3 separate regions of the Mus musculus genome follow, and regions 1 and 2 are each linked to region 3. The links are chromatin contacts, called in public ChIA-PET and HiChIP or PLAC-seq maps. All regions are on one chromosome and are shown on one strand. The core of a region is the stretch at or near the end of the contact, and the rest is flanking DNA. Distances in the headings are between cores, read along the strand shown.

What was found. ChIA-PET counts read pairs in DNA pulled down with a chosen protein or histone mark. HiChIP or PLAC-seq counts read pairs in DNA pulled down with a chosen protein or histone mark.
Region 1: an RNA polymerase II ChIA-PET map of memory CD8 T cells shows a contact between it and region 3, with 49 read pairs. The contact joins the promoter of Tmem253 here to the enhancer-like site in region 3. A contact is called at or near these places in 2 of 39 promoter capture datasets (embryonic stem cells and macrophages), 7 of 115 datasets of contacts at active chromatin or transcription factors (double positive thymocytes, effector CD8 T cells, embryonic stem cells and 1 more) and 3 of 9 other capture datasets (adipose tissue, liver and pancreatic islet).
Region 2: a contact with region 3 is called in an H3K4me3 HiChIP or PLAC-seq map of bone marrow-derived macrophages, with 2.0 times the contacts expected there. The contact joins the promoter of Chd8 here to the enhancer-like site in region 3. A contact is called at or near these places in 1 of 484 Hi-C or Micro-C datasets (nephron progenitors), 4 of 115 datasets of contacts at active chromatin or transcription factors (the 230-238 cell line, bone marrow-derived macrophages and embryonic stem cells) and 4 of 9 other capture datasets (adipose tissue, embryonic stem cells, liver and 1 more).

Annotation. Positions count from the first base shown.
Region 1 is chr14:52,014,627-52,019,472 of GRCm38.p6, reverse strand. Tmem253 (transmembrane protein 253) reads right to left here and starts at 2,608. Exons shown (of 7, transcript NM_001033805.3): 1 at 2,532-2,608; 2 at 2,276-2,417; 3 at 1,612-1,722; 4 at 1,463-1,519; 5 at 821-931; 6 at 595-741; 7 at 1-267. The coding sequence starts at 2,383. The coding sequence ends at 187. The region is part of intron 1 of Zfp219 (zinc finger protein 219); the gene reads left to right.
Region 2 is chr14:52,254,726-52,259,356 of GRCm38.p6, reverse strand. It overlaps Chd8 (chromodomain helicase DNA binding protein 8), which reads left to right and starts at 1,597. Exons shown (of 38, transcript NM_201637.3): 1 at 1,597-1,679.
Region 3 is chr14:52,138,568-52,143,182 of GRCm38.p6, reverse strand. Rpgrip1 (retinitis pigmentosa GTPase regulator interacting protein 1) reads right to left here. Exons shown (of 25, transcript NM_023879.3): 12 at 4,281-4,444; 13 at 2,484-2,627; 14 at 1,910-2,060. Among named protein-coding and RNA genes, the nearest start is that of Rpgrip1, 30 kb to the right of the region's middle. Within about 2 kb of position 2,447, at least 111 of the 459 cell types and tissues checked have an H3K27ac peak or open chromatin away from gene starts, as enhancers often do. A contact at or near this core is called in the 230-238 cell line, bone marrow-derived macrophages, double positive thymocytes and 2 more, where this site is marked.

The sequences.
Region 1 (4,846 bases), core at 1,359-3,858, 120 kb after region 3:
AAATTATCTCCCTCTAGTGGGGAAGAGAAGAGAAATGGGCCTGGGTTGAGGGGAAATTGAGGGCACTCTGGGCTTCAGGCACATTCTGGGGGAAGTCCAGTTATAGTCCAAGGGAGGTGCAAGACGCAGAAGTGCCTGGAGATGTCCCCCTTGGCGTAGGGGGACAGTGGCACCTGTCTTGCCCACTCACTCATCCGTCCTATTTCCTGTGCTAGCCACCACGGGACCATTCTCCAAACCAGAAACCTCCTCCATCTCAGAGAGGCCCTGAAAACAGATGCGAGCAAATTTTGGGGTCAACCAAGGGGAAACCCCGGGTAGAAGCAACCCCCTTCCAGTTTTTCCAGTCTTTCCAATAGTACATTATGGCAGCTTCCTAACGTTTATGCACGCGTGTAGCTCCAGTCATTAAATACCCAATTCTTTCACAAACATCATTAGGGAACTAACGTCCAATGCCAGAAAGCCAATCAGTTTCAGCCCTTCACTTCCCTACGGCCCTACTATGTGCTCTTAAGCCTACAGACAAGGACAGCCAGATTAAAAGTTAGCTGGAAGCTGGCTGCTTCATGCTTTCCTCCCTGTACCCCCTACCTCCTGTAGCTCCCGGTACTGCAGCCTTGACCTCTTGAAGTATCCAGGCTTCCTCTGGCTCAGCAAGAACAGGGCATATGTGGAGACCAGCACTCCCGCTAGGGTGAAGGCCTCCGCGCTCAGCTCCAGCACCAGCAACCCTGTCGACTGCAGGTCGTAGGGTGAGGATGCTTTTGTGGGTATAGCCCCTGTTTTCTTCTGCCCTTCCGCCTTCATTTACCAGTACCTGGGAGGAGTCCATAGAGGCAGTTCCCAAGGCTGTCTTCATCACCTCTATCACCACCGCAACGAAGCCCAAGATCAGGTTGAAGGTGTTGGATATCATCATGGCCCGCACCTACCAGTGAGCCAGCTCAGCCCTGACCAGCTTGGGAGACTCACTGCAAACTCAAACTCCACCTACGACCTAGCTGAAAACAAAACTCAGGCACAGGACTAGTGGAGGCCTGTAATCCCCGACACTTGGGAGGCTGAGGCAGGAGGATCAAAAGGTCAAGACCTGATTGAGCTACAGGATATGTTCAAGACCATCCTGAGTAACTTATGGGGGTGGGGGCTGAGGCTTTAGCCCAGGGCTAGTGTTTGCCTACTGCGCATGTGTTTCTGGGTTCAGTCTCACACACACACACACACACACACACACACACACACACACACACACACACCAAACAAGCAACTAACAAATGTCTGCTCCTATTTCCCTACTTTCAAACAGGATGGTTAGCTTTCTGACATTCTTACTTAATTGCTTCAGTCAGGGACAGACACCTGAGAGGATAAATCCCTTTTTTGGTTGAGGTGTGTGTGTGTGTGTGTGTGTGTGTGTGCACTGGGAGAATGGGAGGAGGCCTCTATTCTCTTGTCTCACCTTCCAGATGCAAGGTGCTCTTCGGAGTTCAAGGGTGATAATGCCAGTGAGGAGGCCCTAAATGGTTAGAAGGGCAAACTGTGAACTCTAGCTTTGTTAGAGAGGCCCCCCCCCAACCTTTCTCTCACCCTCCCTATGGTGGGTCTTACCGAGGCTCCGGGCCAAAGTGGCAGTGCTGTGACCAGGTGACAGGCAGAGGTCAAGCAGGAAACTGAGATAGTAAAGGGGACCATAGCTATTGCCAGCCACACTTGGCTCACCTGGAAGCCAGACAGGGCAGTTAGAGGGGACTACTGGGGACTTTTCCCTCTGCACAGTATTTTCCTCGTTTAGATATCATTAGTTAGGATAAATGCTTAGTAAAGTACCTGTGCGAAGGCAGACTAAAAATTGAGATTTTTTTTTTTTTGGTTTTTCGAGACAGGGTTTCTCTGTGTAACCCTGGCTGTCCTGGAATTCACTTTGTAGACCAGGCTGGCCTCGAACTCAGAAATCCGCCTGCCTCTGTCTCCTGAGTGCTGGGATTAAAGGCGTGCGCCACCACACCCAGCTAAAAAGTGAGATCAGAAATGAGATGCCCCTTTGTTCTTTCTGTCTCATTTTATAGTTCGCTTACCTTCATGTTTTCCCCAAAGGTAAAGGCAAGCTACTTGGAAATGAAGGGTTTTGCTTTGTTAATTTGTACATTTCTTTCTTCCCCCCACCCCCAGTCCCCAGCACAGTTTCTGGTGCATGGTTTGTGCTCACTGAACATGAGTGGAATTGAACTGTGTACAGTCAGCGAAAACCTGAAGCGGGGCAACCTGGCCTCACCGCCAGCACCAGTAGGCGTCCACTTTGCTTGTGTCTTGCCCAGTGCTGTAGCTTTTCCAGGCGAACGCTGGGTCTCTCCTGTCTTGGCTGATTAGCATTTTGATCCATTGCTCGCTTGACTGTAAGAGTGGTATTTCCTAGGCTGCAAAAAATTCATTATGGGGCTTTTCAGGAAATGGGAACACACAACATCTCTTTCATTGACCCCTCTGCCCACTCCTAATTCAGGGTTGAGGCCCAGAAACCTTACACCTACCTGAAGCGGTCACTCCAATGGGTTGCAACTCCGCTGGGTCACAGTACTCCTTAGGGGCCTGGTAGCTCAGAGCAGACAGTCTTTTCCTGGCACATAGTCTGTCAGAGAGCTGAGGTGTGGTGGGGCAAAGGTCACTATGAGGGCCTAAAGATTCAGGGAGTGGCCTTCCTAGACAGGAGCCTCAGCTCACTCCACTGGCCGGCCACCCAGCCTGCCTCAGTAGTCCCCCTTTATTGCCCTCTTTCTGCCCTTCCTCAGGGTTCACTTACTTCATCGCTCTGGACAAAATCGTCCTAGACCTCAGTCTCCCTTATTTCCATTCAGTCTTTGTTCTTTGGCTTCCTCCTCAAGTTACTCATTCTGCCCTAGTGAGAGTCTGTGTTACTGTCTGGATTGCTCCACTGGGAACCCTGTTCCCAGACCAGTTTTCATCCCCGCTCCCCTGGTTTCTCTGGGCAGTTTCTTTTCCTCACTTTTTTCTAAGGGTGACACTAAGGATCCATCCCAGGGTTTTGACTAGTTGATTAAAGGGAGGGAAAGCCTTGTACACTGGGGATTGTTTCTGACCCAGTGAAGACCCGGTACCTAGGTGCTGGTTTGGAAAAGATCTATACCAACAATATTTTTGCATTACAAAGGTCTCCAAAGGCCTGGGCTAGAATCGCAGTTCTGTCACCCTTTCAGGACCGTGACCTTGGCTACATTATTTTACCTAATTGAACTCCACTTCATTCCCTGATAATCAGAACTAACTACAATCTCCCCCTCCCCCAAAGGGAAGTTGATTCCTGGGTGGGTAGGGCGCCATTAATGGTGCTGAGAAGGTCATGTACAGATGTGATTGCTGTATGTGATTGCTGTACATATTACCACAGGGCTTGCCCAGAAGCTAAGGTGAGAACATTTATTTCCACATTTAAGAAAGAGAGCCAGCTGGCCTGAATGTATACCTTACCGAGCTAGTACAGGAAAGAGCCTGAGGTCTCGAGATGATACTCCCTGTGCCTGGGTCCCTGGTCTATCTGGCTGACCTCAGTCAAGTTGCTTAATCTGTTTCCTTATCTGTAAAAAGGAAATGAACAATACCAATCTCAAGGGGTTGCCTTGAGCATGAAGAGAAAATGCATAGGAATTAGCTTAGCCCGGTACACACCACAGAAGGAGGTGGCTATTATTTATAACCACCATAAATAAAAGAAACTGAGCCAGAAGATCCCAGGGAGCGGAGGCCCAGGAGGAAGGGGGAGAAAACTAGCTTTCCTCATGAGCCACTTCTGCCCTACTGCCCAGCCAACACCACTGGAGCACTGTATCCATGCTGATTTCCTGGGCACTGGGGACCCAAGTTTAAAGGGAACCAGACAAATTGTGCCTAGTTCCTGTCTTTTCAATCACCAAGAGAGTCGATTTTATTTAATGGCAAGGTTGAGATAGAGGCCTTACGATGTCCCTGAATTTGCAGGTCAGTGGAAGGAGAGAACCTACTTTTTCTGTAAATGGAGGTTATATGAGAGAGGATTACTGGAAAGATCTCATGCTGCTAAATACGTGAACAATCATCGAGTAAATATTGACTAAATCTGAGTATGCCACTTAGGAGTGTGCAACTACTGTTTGGGCTATAATCGTGCCGAGAGAAAGTAACACATCCCCTTCTCTCTGCATACCCCCAGTGTCGAGCACAGCGCCGGGTGCTTGGTAAGCACTCAGTAAATATTGTTGCATTGAAGAGCCATTAAAGTGTCTTAAAGAACGGAAAATAGAATTCGTGAAGCAGGAGCGAGAAGTGTTTATCAAGACCGGCAAAGGCGGAAGAGTAACTTTAATAATGTTTCTTGTACGGCAGACATTAACTATCTCTATAATCGCCCCTCCTCCTCTCCCAAAAGAGAGACAAATTGTAAGGGAGAGGCTTTGAGATAAAACCCCAGGAAGAACTTCCCGAGCCTGTGCATGTTGGGGCAGAAGCAGCGGCAGAGCCAACTCCTTCCCTGGTATGTCCGGGTCTAGGGTGGGAGGGGCAGCCTGCTTGGAGGCTGGGGGAAGGACAAGATGACCTTTCACAATCTCCTCCAGTCCCCTCGAGGAACGGTCTGCGCGCCCCACCCCCGCCCCCTCCTCCTCGCGCGACGCCCCGGGCCCCCCCAAGGCCCGCACCCCCTGGCGGCCGCCTCTTGCCGCTCCGGGGGTCCCCCGGCCCCGGAGCCCGAGCGCGCTGCCGGCCGCGCCGCCCCCCGCATGCTAATGGCCCGGCCGCCTCCCGCCGCACACAATGCGGGCCGGGCCGGGGGCGGAGGGCCGGGGAGGGGCGGGGG
Region 2 (4,631 bases), core at 348-2,847, 120 kb before region 3:
TTTCATGTTAGCCCCAGGAGTCAGCGGGTCTCCCTATACCTCAGTTTCCCCAGAGGGAAGTAGCACAGCAAATATGGTTGTCTCTCCATCTATGATAGTCTAGTTCCAGGATCCCCCCAAACCACATGGATAACAAAATCTGTGGGCACCAAAGTCCCTCAGGAACAGAGATGTATATTTACAAACTACCTACACACGTTGTTCTCAACACTGCGATCATTTCTGATTCTACCTAAAACAGTGCGGGTGATGTGCAAATAGTTGACAAATTATATTGTTTAGGGAAAATGACAAGAGCAAAGTTTATAAAAATAAATAAATCTCTTTAAAAACAAATTTTGCAGGTTTTGCTGTGTTGCTCAAGCTTCCTTCAGGTTTGTTTGTTTGTTTGGGGGGGGGGGGTTGGTTCAAGACAGGGTTTCTCTGTGTAGCCCAGGCTGTCCTGGAACTCACTTTGTAGACCAGGCTGGCTTCGAAATCAGAAATCCGCCTGCCTCTGCTTCTCGAGAGCTGGGATTAAAAGCCTGCACCACCACGCCCGGCTTCCTCGAGTTTTCTAATACTGGTATTTAAACAAACAAACAACAACCAAAAAACCCTTCTTGTATGGAAATGTAGTCGGCAGAACTTTAGAAAATGCAGGAACACCTTTCTCAGTGTAGTTTGACCTATGGTGAAATTTTGCTTCTTTCCAGAATAAATGACTCCGTCAGTGTACCTCTGATAAGTCTTGTTTCCCAGTGTGTATTCGTGCGTAGTAATTGGAACTATTGGTAAATTTAAGGTCCTTTGCTTTTTAAGTGAAATTCCTCACTCCCGATATTACTAAATGACTCAGAATTTTGGGTTGCTAAAATCGGAACACTGGTCTAGGGCGTGGTAGCTCATGCCTCAAATACCATATCTCTGTGTTTAACGCCAGCCTGATATATTGAGACCCTGTCTCAAAAAAACAAACAAAACTCTAATACTGGAAAATCTGAAACGTGCATAGATAAGCAAGTAGAATGGCTATAAAACCCGTGTCGATTATGTGTTGATAATCCTGCTTGTCAAGGATCACCCTAGAAGTGGCATTCAGAAAAACTGATCGTTGGCTTCTTTGATAAACCAGCATCATTCCTACGTTTAAGAGGTGGTGGGGCTTGTTTCCAGTCTTGTTCAACGTTTTTCCAGAGTTCCTCCCCATGACTGACAGGCATCCTGAGTACATGAGAGGAGGGCATGTAGGGGCTGGACCAAAACGGACCAACAGAACTCCAAAAAGGCCTTCACATTCCTATACGTAATCGTGGGAGATCACCAAGCCAGTCGACCCAAGATGGCCTCCCGAGACAGGTAGCAGGTGCTGTCCGGGTTTGCAGCGCCCCCAGCGGCGGGGGTCAGAGGCCTGGCCTGCCAGCCCGCCGCCCGCTCCGATTTCCAAGCAGGCATATCTGCGGTTGCCTACGTACCCTTCCCAGCCTCAGGCCCTCCCAGCCTTCGGAGACTTCCTGGATGGCGCCCGGCTCCGGCCACGCCATTGGTAGATGGAGGGCGGTGGGCGGGCCCAGGCGCATGGAGGACTAGCAAGCTTGCTTGCGGCGAGGGCTGGCCGTGCTCCGCCGGAAGGCGCCTTGTTCTCCCGGACGGTGGGTTGCAACTCTTGCCCAGGGAAGGAAGCCGCAGGACTGGCTCAGGTAAGCCTGCGGCACGCGCGGCTCCACCAAGCCTCGTCGGAGCCTGGGCGGGTAGTGGGTGGGGTAACAACGTCCTCGCTTGCTCGCTCGCTCGCACCCATGCGGGTGCAGCGCCGAGCGGTGATCAGGTGCGGGATGCTCGGGGCTGAACCACTCTCCTTTGTGAGAGGCAGGCGCTGGGGACCGGACGGGCCGCGGGGCCGTGCTGGGACGGGCCGCGAGGGAGCTGCTAGGGCCAGCGTGGAGTTTTGGAGCTTGTCATGGCACTGCTGGGCGAGGCGCACATTCGAGACAGTTGCCTTTTTCTTCTTCCTCCTTTCCCAAGAAGAAAAACTCCCCTGCTCGGTTAGGTTACTCCATACGTTGGAGTCAGAAGTGCGAGGCCAGGGTTTTAGTTTGTTTTGGCTGGATTCTTTTTCCCTCTCCTCTCTTATCTTTAATGTTTTTAGTAAATGTGGGTAGGGAAGCCTGAGGTGAACGTGTTCGGATTTATTATGTTCCCAATTTCTGCGGGGCTGTTGCAAAGTAGAGGTGACGAGGAAACGAACAGCACAAGTCTTGTGTCTTCCTTGACAGGTCTGCAGAGCTCTTTGGTTTTCTGACACATTATGTAAACTCTTCACTAGAGGAGGACTGCCTCTTGGCGAATATTATTTAAAATTTGTTTTGGTTTTTTTGTGTCTTAATTTACCTGTTTCTAGTCGGCTTGCCATTGCTGCAGCTGTGCATACGCAGCAGCGCCTCTTTAAGGGGCAGTCCTGACGTCGTTAAAGGCTTCCCAGAGGAGGTATGTAGTGAACCAGTCTTCGCAGTGAGTGAGCAAAGTGAGCCAGAAGTCGGATTTTAAACGCTACGTAATTTTCTTTCAAAAGATAGACACAGTGAGACATCTCAGACACGAGTGAGGACCTTGCTTTAGCGATTTTGCTGCATTCTGCCATCACATCGATGTCCACAGAATCTCTGTTCTGAGTTTGTTAACTCAGAGACTGGCTTAGTGCCAACTGAGGTCGTTTTGGGGGGGCACATCAGATTCTAGGACATGGATTTGCAATTTGAATGTTTCCCTTATGTTGTTGCTGTTGTTTCTTTTGAAAGGATATCTGGCTTTCCATTTGTAGACCAGGTTGGCCTCTAACTCACTGAGATCTTCCTGCCTCTGCCTGGATTAAAGGCGTGCACCTCTGGCCCCTGCTGGGATATTGTCTTTTTGATTACAGAGTGTCTTCTGCCTAAAAATATCTTTTTATGGTCACCCTGCAGGTTCCACAAGTTGTAATCAATTTCTTAGGGCAGGAAGTGGGCAACTTCTTCTTCTTTTTTTTTTTTTTTTTTTTTTTGTTAACTTGTTTTTCCTTGGGTGTCATATCTTTTAGTAATGCTGGCCATTTGGGGCTGGGGGGGGGGGCTCTGAGATGAAGGATCCCACCACAACCCCTGATTATTTTACTTTGGTTTTTTGGAAACAGTCTCTCATAGTCCAGCTTGGCCTCCAACTCACTAATGACTTTGAAACCTTGGTCTTTATATCTCTACCTCCCAAGTTCTCAGATTATACAAATTCACTACTACCAAAATCTTGAAAATGGAAAACATTACTTGAACTGTCTTAGTTATTCCAGCTGTTAAGATAATAAAGGTTATGATAAGAAATACAGCAGAGTTCTACTTAAAAGCTGTTGCAAGTCAGAGTGGTATGACAAAGACTACCAGACAAGGCAAAGGATACTGGTCAGAGAGGAGAGAGACACACACACACAGAGACAGAAGAGACACCACCCGTCTGAACCCTCCCCACACCAAATAAAGGAGAAAGAGAAAAAGGCTCAACGAAGGCTTAAAGCTGTAATCTCAGAAGCGCAGGAATAAAGGATTTGGTGGAGGAATGCATAAATTAAGCTCTTGTCTTCCAAGTGTTTAATCTGTGTAGCTGGCTCTTTGATTTTTGTTTTTTCTTTCTTTTTTTTTTTTTTTTTTTTTTTGTTTTCCCCCAATTCTCAAACTGACCAGATCCTTTTAGAAGTAGATGGAGAATATAGCTGCTGAGCTGATTTTGTATTGCCAGAAGACATCCATGTAGTATTTCCTAGGACAACCTCTTCTGCAGTGCTTCCGGATGATGGGGCTTGATACCCACTGGGGACTGGGGCAGAGTTTTGTGTTAAAAATGACTTTTGTGTGAAGGAGCAGTTTCTGTTAGGTAAGAGAGGGTGGTGAGAGGATTCTTTAAGGGAAACTTTTATATATGTCACCTTTGAAAAGAGAATTTGCTTAAGCCATACTGTGACTGAGGGTTAATTTAAGGGTTTCTGTTACGGGATGAATAAGCTTTAATGCTTTTATCCGTGGAAGAACTACCGCATTCAGATGAATGTTAAATGGCTTTGTGAAATCATCCACAGCCCTGAAATATTTCTCTCTTCTGAGCTTAAATTCAGCCTAATACTTGGGGAAAAAACAAAAGACAAAATAAAAACCTTTGCCCTGAAGCCTTGGGCTCAGCAGTAGGAGTCACCATATATTCTGCTTGCTTGTCATCTTGACTCTGCTCTCAGCATTTCCCATGGCCTCTCCCAGTTCTTCTATGGCCGTTCTGGTGTTTACTATCTCTTTTCTTTGGCCTTTGACTCTCGAGTAGGTACGTGTTCATGTTTCCTATGTCACTCAGTTATGTTTTGTTCCTCCAGAGTGATTTCTGCAGCATTCCTGGTCTTCCTTTTAGGGTTTTGTCTACTTTTGTCTAGGACCTAAGTGACAGTTGTATTTTTATGTAACAGACAGCAGCTATTTTCTATTGCCTAAAAACTTTATCCAGCTATGTACTGTGCCTTATCCAACTATTTGCTGCATTCCAGATGTGGTCCTAGATAACCTCTTCCCCTTTAACTTTGCAGTTTGCTCTATGTGTAGCTATGCAATCAAATTTAGCTCTCTTTGTGTTTTCTTGGTCTA
Region 3 (4,615 bases), core at 1,198-3,697:
TCAAACTCAGAAATCCGCCTGCCTCTGCCTCTGCCACCACGCCCGGCCTGAGAATTGCAATTTTGAGGCTAGCCTGGATTGCATAAAAGAGCTCAGAAAACAGTGGCGGAAGCAGGGGACAAAGGAGAAATGACAGGGCAGGGAGGAGGCTCAGTGTGGTTCACACCTGTAATCTCAGCACTTGGAAGGCTGAAGCATGTCAATCTCTGTGAGTTCAAGGCTATCCTGAGTTCAAGGCTATCCTGATTTACACAGTGAGTTCAAGGACAGCCAGAGGGGGGAAATAATACAAAAAAAAAGTAACACAGAACACTAGTTCTGTGAACACTAGTTGATTAATATTTTCCTTTTTGTTGTTTTGTTTTGTATTTGTTTGTTTTAGACAGAGTCTCATTGTGTTGGCTGGCCTTGAACTCATAGAGATCTGTGTGCCCCTGCCTCCAAGTTCTGGAGATTAAAGGCAAAGTGCCACCTCACCCAGCTAATTGATGTTTTCTTCAGTTATAAGATTTGATCTAGCCAAGCAGCCAATCTGCCTCTGCACTCCAGAGGCAGATTTAGGCAGATCTCTGTGAGTTCAAGTTCCAGGTCAGCCAGGGTTACACAGAGACGAATCTAAATAGATAGATAGATAGATAGATAGATAGATAGATAGATAGATAGATAGATAGATAGATAGACAGACAGACAGATAGATAGATAAGACATGACTTAATATAATATGTTTAAATTGGCATTAACAACACAAAGCTAATAGTCTTACATATAAGGAAGTACAAATCAGAGATACCGTTAAATCATAGGGGAAAGGTAGAGGTAGGGATAGGCAATTCTCAGAAGAAATAATGTGGGCTGCGGAGATGGCTCAGCGATTAAGGAGCACTAGCTGCTCTTCCAGAGGTCCTGAGCTCAATTCCAGCAACCACGTGGTGGCTCACAACCTATAAGGAAGCCTGATGTCCTCCTTTGCAGGCATATACATACGAATGGCGCATTCACATAAATAATCTTAAACAAATAATAAAATCTTAAAAAAAAAAAACAGTACAGCTAAGTGGTATGCGTGGGAAAGCTGTTCAGCTTTGGCAGGAATCTGCACAGAAAGTGAAAACAAATGAACCCGCAGATGTAGGTAAGGGTGCTTACCCTGAGAGTCCTTGAGTCTAAGCCATGAGGATTCAGTGCAAGGGAGGACTGCCCGTTTATTTGGCAGCAGTCTTACCAGACTCAGGGTGTGGTAAACTCGCCCCCCACCCCCACTACTTCCCTGTACTCTAGGGCTGTGCTCATGAGGGAACCTGCTCTTCCCAGAAAGGAGCACCGCTTCACTGAGCTCCATGTGTGCTGATGTCGTGCCCTGCCTTCTGCTTTAAGTCTCAGACTGTGGTGAGTTTGCTAGGGTGAGTCGTCTCTCTCCCGAGTGCATAGTGAGGAACCCTACTTCTTAAACTCAAGGTTGAGAGTGGATCCTGTTCTGTAGTGACCATCGGAACACACTGGCAACGCCTGCCCTGCCTCTGCCTACGTCCTTAAATCTCAACAAAGATTTTAGAGAGAGATCTCAGGAAAAGATGAGAGGAAATGCGTGACAAGGGTGCATTACCTGGCAAGACCTGCCGTAGGCTAATACGCACAGATTCACAAAATGACAGAGGAAAGGAGAGATTCACCAGCCTTGGGGTCAGTCACCCTCAATGACACTCTTCCAACCACCCGGAAGCACGGCTGCCCTGTGGAAATTCTCCAGAAAAAAAAATCAGAGATTTGCACTGAGCAGAAGAGGAAAGGAAGTTACAAACCAACCATGAGGTGAGAGAGGATGAGAGCAGAAAGAGAGAAAGTCAGGAGGATTGGGTCGCTGTTAGTCACATGACATCACCCAAGATGGAAACAAAGTACTAAGACTTGCCAGATGTTGGAAGGCCGTGGCTTCTTAAAATACCTTCCAGCTGTTTGATGCGGCTGTTCTTGAAGTCCAGGAGGTGATTCAGCCGCTCCAGTTTCTCTTCGTGGTCCCTGTTTTCCCTGTCAGCTTTTGTCAGTGTTGCCTCCAGCTCCTCCTGAAACAAAATAAGAACTGAACTTTCCTCTCTGTGTCGCAGAACCCAAGAGCCCTGACTCTAAAAACTGGACCTGGCTGGAGTAGGAAGATTGATGACCTCCTCAGCAGGGCAGGTTCCGCCCAGGAAGGAAGCTCAGGCTTTCTAAGACCCTTCACTCGCGGCTGCACCTGTGGCACCTTGGGTAATTGCGTCCCTAGGACTTTGGGGGAAAATGAACCCAGAAGTTTGGCACTTGCCGTTTTATGAGCTCCCCCTTAGCTGACTTCTGGGGCCAGGTGCCTGGGCATGTGTGAGTGAGTCCGGAGGCGCCTCCATAGGAAGGAAGCGCGTTGCTAACCACCAGCCCCAGACCCCAAGCCATGCTTGCTCCCGGGTGTGTGTGAGTCTCAGCTGCCCAGCTTCCTGGCCCATGCTCTGCACCTGATAACACATGTTGATTTTGCGCTGCAGAAGAAGCATATCTCTGGTTTTTTCCAGTTCCAGTGTGGTCTCTGCATGTGACACTTGCAGCTCGCTTAGCACCTGGGATAAGTCATTCTCGTCTTGAGCTTTTGGTTCACTGGACTAGACAGCGAAAAACATTGGTAAAAGCGGTTGGTGAGAGTTGTAAAACGCCAGCAACAATGTCTTCTCCAGAACGCACAAGATTTGTGCCACTTCACAAGGGCCCTCTTCCCCGTACTGCCCAGCCCCCAGTCAGTGTGTCACAGCAGAGTGGTGACAGTTTTCAAATGACAGTTTGGAGGCTAGCAGGATGGCTCAGACTTGAGCTGAGCAAGCTTGGTGACCCGAGTTCAGTCTCTGAAACCCACATAGAAGAGTTGGGAGAGAAACAACTCCACAAAGGTGTCCTCTGACCCCCCACAAATGTACCACGTGTGGCACATGCACCCACCCACAAAATTGTAACGAATAAAAGCAAAATGGCAGTTTGCCCTTCACGTGATCATTCCAAGTTCACACCTAAAGACTGTAGGGACAGGAGAGACAGCTCAGTGGTTAGGAGCACTGGCTGCTGCTTCAGAAAACCCAGATATAATTCCTAGAACCCATGTGGCAGCTCCCAATTGTCTATAACTCTAGTTTCAGGGGACTCAGTGTCCTCTTCTGACCTTCATGGGCACTGCACACATGTGGAACACACACATACATGCAAGCAAAGCACTCACATGCATAAAAATATATATAAATAAGTAAATCTTTAAAAACTAAACAAAGGGACTGGAGAGATGGGTCAATGATTAAGAGCGCCTATTACTCTTGGAGGACCCAGGTTTGGTTCCCAGCACCCACGTGGTAGTTCACAACCATCCATAACTCCAGTCCTAGAAAAATCTAATGTCCTCTTCTGGCTGCCATGGGCTCCAAGTACACACATGATATGCAGACATTCATGCAGACATAATACTCTCATATTAAATAAAAGATAAATACATCTTTTTAAAAAACACTTTCTACAAATACAACTTTTTTTATTAATGCATATGAGTGCTCTACTGCATGTATACCTGCAGGCCAGAAGAGGGACTCAGATGCCATTACAGATGGTTATGAGCCATCATGTGATCACTGGGAATTGAACTCAGGACCTCTGGAAGAGAAGAGCAGTCAGTGCTCTTAACAGCTGAGCCATCTCTCCAGTGCTAGTAAATACAACTTTAAAAATTTTTTGTTTCATATGCATCAGTATTTTGCTTGCATATATGTCAGATTCCTTGGAGATGGAATTACAGATAGTTGCTAGCCTGCTATGTTTGTGCTGGGAATTGAACTTGGGTCCCCTGGAAGAGCACTCAGTGTTCTTAACTGTTGAAGCATCTCTCCAGCCCTCCTTTTAAAAACTTTTTTTAAAAAAAAGATTTATTTATTTACTATATATGTAAGTACACTGTAGCTGTCTTCAGACACACCAGAAGAGGGCATCAGATTTCATTATGGATGGTTGTGAGTCACCATGTGGTTGCTGGGATTTGAACTCAGGACCTTCGGAAGAGCAGTCAGTGCTCTTACCTGCTGAGCCATCTCACCAGCCCTTAAAAACTTTTAATGAAAACTTATGAGCTCTAAGCACGGGGTACTGGGTGGGGCTCACTAAACCCTGCCTGTCAGCTGGCTCAGCACTTTTTAAATCCCATTCTCAATCAGGACAGAGTGTTGATCCTGTAGTTTTCCCCTGGGGGTTTCTGCCAGAAACCTCTCAGCAGAGTGACTGTTTACCTCTCTCTGATCTGTCTGTGGGAGTAGAGTGGGCTGAGCAGCCAGTTCACACAGCTCTTCTGGAGATGAGGCTACAGTGGCAGTTGACTGAAGGCTCTCTTCTTCCTGTTCATGCTGGTAAAGGATGTCGGTGTCTTGAAACTTCAGCTTTCCATCTTGAGCTGCTGAAAAAGAAATCCGGGGAACTGAACCCAGTTATTGGCAACCATAGTCAGCATTGAGCCAAGTGTGAAATAACATCTGGCTCGACAGCTTCATTTTGTACCAAAAAAGCAGTTCTCTTTTGCTGAGACAAAAGGGCCCCTGGCCCACTTGACTCAGTCAGTGGACGTTGT